Regions from separate parts of the Mus musculus genome. Here region 1 is linked to region 2. Evidence: chromatin contacts called from public HiChIP or PLAC-seq data. All regions are on one chromosome and are shown on one strand. The core of a region is the stretch at or near the end of the contact, and the rest is flanking DNA. Distances in the headings are between cores, read along the strand shown.

The links. HiChIP or PLAC-seq counts read pairs in DNA pulled down with a chosen protein or histone mark.
Region 1: a contact with region 2 is called in an H3K4me3 HiChIP or PLAC-seq map of embryonic forebrain, with 3 times the contacts expected there. The contact joins the enhancer-like site here to the promoter of Glod4 in region 2. A contact is called at or near these places in 31 of 39 promoter capture datasets (the 3T3-L1 cell line, 3T3-L1-derived adipocytes, the C10 cell line and 21 more), 5 of 15 datasets of contacts at CTCF or cohesin (CD8 T cells, the NIH/3T3 cell line, embryonic stem cells and 1 more), 153 of 484 Hi-C or Micro-C datasets (3T3-L1-derived adipocytes, the 4T1 cell line, the AML12 cell line and 94 more), 55 of 115 datasets of contacts at active chromatin or transcription factors (the 230-238 cell line, CD8 T cells, the HPC-7 cell line and 40 more) and 6 of 9 other capture datasets (adipose tissue, bone marrow-derived macrophages, embryonic stem cells and 3 more).

The regions. Positions count from the first base shown.
Region 1 is chr11:76,384,442-76,387,141 of GRCm38.p6, forward strand. All of the region lies in intron 1 of Nxn (nucleoredoxin), which reads right to left. Among named protein-coding and RNA genes, the nearest start is that of Nxn, 13 kb to the right of the region's middle. Within about 2 kb of position 1,435, at least 22 of the 459 cell types and tissues checked have an H3K27ac peak or open chromatin away from gene starts, as enhancers often do. A contact at or near this core is called in astrocytes, cerebellum, embryonic forebrain and 3 more, where this site is marked.
Region 2 is chr11:76,242,378-76,245,077 of GRCm38.p6, forward strand. It overlaps Glod4 (glyoxalase domain containing 4), which reads right to left and starts at 1,322. Exons shown (of 9, transcript NM_026029.3): 1 at 1,178-1,322. The coding sequence starts at 1,267. It overlaps Mrm3 (mitochondrial rRNA methyltransferase 3), which reads left to right and starts at 1,359. Exons shown (of 4, transcript NM_183263.5): 1 at 1,359-1,709; 2 at 1,902-2,146. The coding sequence starts at 1,396.

The DNA of each region.
Region 1 (2,700 bases), core at 185-2,684, 140 kb after region 2:
ATTGGTCTGGAATTACGGAGTCTGGCTCTTCGGCAGAACTCACTGGATGATGCCAGGAATTGCTGCCAGCCAGGGGCTACAAAGGCAGCGTTCTGCCGGTCTCCGCAAGCACAAGCTTTTCCTAAGTCCTAGAGAAAAGCAGGAGGTCCAAGTGGTATTAAGTAGTACTTTACTCTTAAGAACATTTGTACAGGCTTAGAGCAATGTGTCCAAGGGTGGGGTCTGGGGGCCTTGTACAAACTGAGGAAATTTCATTTCCTTGGAAAGTGCTTTGGGGCACTTAATTCCAAGACATCCCAGGCCTAACGTTGAGCAGTCAGGAGTCCTCAGTGCCAAACTCTACCGGATCTGAGAGAGTCGTTTGTAATCTTTTTCTGTTGTTTTTGTGTTAGCAAAAAAACGTTTTGTTAAGTAGCTCACAGTGGCCTTCAACTCTTGCTTTTTCTGCCTCCACTTCCGAAATACTGGGATTATATGGGCAGTCATAAATGGGCAAATATAGTTAGGGAGAAAATAAATCCATTTCAAAATAGGATAAAAATTCTCAAAATAAGTGGGCTGATCTGTCCTAAAAAGTCAAATATTAAGAAAAGCAAGCCTTTCTACCACAGGGCCCCAGATCTCTTTGTTAAGGTCTGGCATCTACTGCTAGCTCATTCTGAAAGTAAATGCCACACTTAATTAGCCAGTGGGATTCTCAGCCTGGGGAGGGGGCAGTGAGGAAAGACTCCTTCAGGCTCTTTAGCGCTCTAATGAGCAGATGAAACAGGGCTCTGGGGTTGGGATAAGGCATTCTGTGTTGCCACATGGCCCTCAGAAAGCACAGGCTCTGGGCCTCCTCAATAATGGAGCGCCCTCAATTCACACCACTACCAAGTATGTGTGGACTTGGGTGCAAGGTCCCCTACAGAAACCGAACATACTAGTGTGGCCTGTATGCCCCTCAGGCCCAGCAATGCTGCTCCGTTTAGGTGAGACTTAGAGCCAAGAGGAAGAAAAAGGTGTAGTGAGGTTGCCAGCCATTGTTGTGACCCGAAACCAACAGAGGGAAGGGAAGGTACACAGACCTTCCAGGGGGCAGATCCTACAAACCACAGGCTGGTGAACTTGACATCGGCCCTTCAGCGAATTCACTACAGCTTATTCACTGACCTCATGGGAGGTGGTCACTTAGGAGCAAACGTGGGTTTACCAAGTACAAGTCCTTTTACACCAACTTTCCTGAAGAGAGAGAAGGTAAAGAACTCCGAGGCTCTCCCGTAGCGGACAAGCTAACCAAGGGAGAGTCAGACCACAGTTATCCTGGAAGAGGGTCTCTATGTCCCGGGAGTCTGTCACCCAGGCTGTCAGGCAGGCTGATCACACATAACCCAAACCTGGGGAGGGGCTCTGGTTAATGTAGTGGGCGTATCCACAAACACAATGATCTCCACAGACTATAGAAACTGACGACATCTAAACTGACTCTTGAAAATGAGAGCTCTGAGAAACTGGACTCCACCCTCATTTGTCCAGGCACCTGACTGCTAGCAAAGACCCCAGGATCCTGGGTGACTAAAAGGTCACCAGGGGGGGGGGGGGATATGTGATTATCAGAAAAGCCAATGCAAGAGCTGGGGAGATTGCCCAGGGGGTATGAGTGTCACTGTGTGAGCATAATGGCTTATACAATAGGGGATGAACAGAAGTGGGGAAGGAAGAGGGTGGGCTGTGATGACTGTATGGAGCCTCCTTATACCGCAAAATAAATACCACGTACACTGAGTACAAACAATGAAAACTTCCACAACTTTAAAAAAAAGATTTAAATTTTTTAAAAGATTTATTTATTTTGTGTATATGAATACACTGTAGCTATTATCAGACACACCAGAAGAGGGCATCAGACCCCATTACAGATGGTTGTGAGCTACTATGTGGTTGCTGGGAATTGAGCTCAGGACCTCTGGAAGAGCAGTCAGTGCTCATAACCACTGAGCCACCTCTCCAGCCCAAGATTTAAAATTTTATGTGAGTACACTGTAGCCATCTTCAGTCACACCAGAAGAGGGCATCAGAACCTATTACAGATGGTTGGAAGCCACCATGTGGTTGCTGGGATTTGAACTCAGGACCTCTGGAAGAGCAGTCAGTGCTCTTAACCGCTGAGCCATCTCTCCAGTCCCACAACTTTTTTTTGACATGACAATTCACTGTCTTGTTGTGTGTGTTCTTGTGTGTCAGTGTGTGTGTGTGTGTGTGTGTGTGTGTGTGTGTGTGTGTGTATGCCCATCCACGTGGAAGCTAGCAGTGAATATTCTGTACCCTCACCAATTATTCAACACCTTATTTCTTTGAGACAGTTTCTCACAGAATCTGGGATTGCTAATTCTGCTAATTGGCTGGCCCACAAACCACCTTCCCGGCACAGGGAATACAGGCAAGGCCCGCGACCCCAGCTCTCTGCAGTGCTGCTAACCATCCCCAGTCCTTGTGCGTATGAGGCAAGTGCTTCTCCATCTCTCTAGACCCACTTTCTTTTACCTACTTGATATGTAAAGACTGCTATGATAAAAAGTTTATAGATAAGTAACAAGAGGGATGTGCCCAGATGCTCTTCTACTTCTACTCTTTCCCAGTGTGAAAGAGGAAATAAGACCCACTCAATAGAACTGAGTATTTGATTGAATTATCATAGACATGGTCTGGAAATACAGTCAC
Region 2 (2,700 bases), core at 72-2,571:
TGATCAATGAAGAAATAGAATAATGACATGTAGTATCACTAAACTCTGACTGGTAGGTATAAATCTAATATTTCCTACATCATGTGCTCTAATTGGGAACAAATGCCAGAGTCATTTAGTCTATACCTAACCTTACCATGGTACCTTCAAACACCAGGAGTGTGTGTGTGTGTGTGTGTGTGTGTCTATCTGCCTGCCTGCCACAGGTCAGATTCCCTGGGAGTTGTAGTTACAGATGGTTGTGAGCCATCCAACACCTGGAACCCATCTTACACCCTCTGGAAGAAGAGCAATCATTCTTAAAAGTTGAGCCATGTCTCCAGCCCCTACACAGCAGATATTTTTATGACTAACCTGTGTTGACTGATTTGTGCAACTTCCTTTACAGTCCTTACCTCCTGTACCATCTCTACACCCAGCTAGACTTGGACTGCTACAAGTCTGTTAAAAATAAATAAATAAATTCTGCACTGGTGTGCTCCTACCTCCCTGGCTTACCAAAGAGCTCAATAAACCTTTCCGCTACACTTTCAGCTAAGTGACCCCCTTAGAATCACAGCTTCTCAGACTGTTTCCAGGTACTAGGAAGGCGACTTGATTCTGACCTCATACTTACATCTGGGCTGTTTAGAACAGAGCCACAGATCATGAGCACCTACGAAAGAGACCGTTCAAACTTGCTCGGACAGGGCTTGTTCGCGGAATCCGATGGCGGAGTGCTTGTTTAGCATGCGCAAAGCCATGGGTCCCCCTCCCAGAGCCTAAATTTCAAATCCGCAGCTCTGATGGAAGCCGAAATTTGCTGATCACACCCAAACCTTTCAAACCAGGAGACCGCTCTGTCGTGAACTGGAAGGGGCTTTTTAAAATAACGTTTTGCCTATCAACGCTCCTTCACTATAGACAGCAGGCTCCCCAAGCCAGGAGTGTAAAAAATATTTGAGAAGGGCTGTAGGTGAACGTGCGTAGACAACACAGCTGGTAGGTGAGTCCCCTTTCAAAGGCTTCCCAACCCGAAAGAGGGGGGCTCGCAAAAGCTGAAAACACCGGCGTGGCAACGCGGAGTCTAGGGCCTGGCGGCTGGGGTGGCCGCGCGCCCACGGCGTCTTCCCTCCCCTGGTGCGGCCCGGCCGCCCATCGGGGTCTCGCGCTAGCCCCGCTCGGTCCCGGTCTGCACCTGCATCCCCAGGACATCTCGAAAGAAATGCACTGTCTGGAAGCGGTTCTTCACTTTGAAAACGAAGTGCAGAGCTCGACGAGTGGCCATGGCTCCCAACACGAAAACCGAGTTCCAGGCAGAGGGACACCCCGCCCACCAAACCGGGAAGGATCGTCGGGTGACGTCACTAACACTCGACCGCGCGCTCGGGTGAGGTAGCGCGCGCCAGGGGAAAGATGGCAGCGCCGGCGAAGGGCATGTGGTGCTCCCTGGGATCATTGCTGCGGGTGGTCCAGACTCGGGACCTCAACGCTCGGCGCTGGGTCCGGGCGCTGCGGCGTAGCCCGGTGAGAGTGTTGTCTCCCTCGGGACAGGTGGAGGAACGGAAGCGCGCTCCTGACCAGCAGCCTCGCAAGGCGGTCCCTAAGGCCAGTTCCCAGGGACAGCGACAGAAACAGCCTCTTGAGACATCCCCATCCCAGACCCCTCACACCTGGGAAGAGGCAGGGCTTCGCTACGATAAGGCCTTTCCCGGGGACAGGAGGCTAAGGTGATATGTTTTTGAGACTTGTCATCTGCTCCCGTTTCTTTTCTTGCTTCACTGTGAAGCTTCTGGCTCTTACTGTTTCGACGGTGCAAAATAAATGTCGTCTTTTGAGGCTTGTGCGTGTCTGTTAGAACTTCATGTATCCCTCCATGCCAAGAGCGTTGATAATCATCCCCTCTCTGTTTGCACCCACAGCAGTGTGATGACAATAGTTAAGTCCAGGCCTTTTCGGGAAAAGCAAGGGAAGATCCTACTGGAAGGTCGCAGGCTGATTGCAGATGCTCTCAAGGCTGGAGCTGTGCCCAAAGCGTTCTTTTTTAGCCGTCTGGAGTACGTCAAGGAGTTGCCGGTAGACAAGCTGAAAGACGTCAGCCTCATTAAGGTGAAATTTGAGGACATCAAGGATTGGTCAGACCTAGTAACGCCACAAGGAATAATGGGTCAGTGATATACAGTGTGCCAATATCTGGGATTTCTATTTCATACAAGTGTAGTATCCTAGACTTTCTTGTTCATACTTGTCTTAAGGTAACGAATTTTATTTAAATCAAGTTTAAATTTTTATTGACTAACGTCTAAAAAGAAATAGGACTTCTCAGGCCTCTATGTTTTGATGGTATTTTACTGGCAACTGAACCAATTTCTCATTCATACTTAATTGTGGGGCTTTTGCTTGTTTTTGACAATTGTAGTTCAGGCAGGCTTCACATTCTGTATGTAGCTATGGATAGCTTCGACCCCTGACATTCCTGTTTGCACCTCCTTCCTGCTGAGGAGGCATGAAAAAAAAAAAAAAAGCCCAGTTGTTGTTTGTTTGTTTGTTTTATGGAATGTTAAAAACATTTTATGAGCCAGGAGTAATGCAAGCCTTTAAAATTCCAGAATTTGGAAGGCAGAGGCAGGCAGATTTCTGAGTTTGAGGTCAGCCTGGTCTACAAAGTGAGTTCCATGACAGCCAGAGCAAACATTGAAGCCCTATCTCAAAACAAAACTT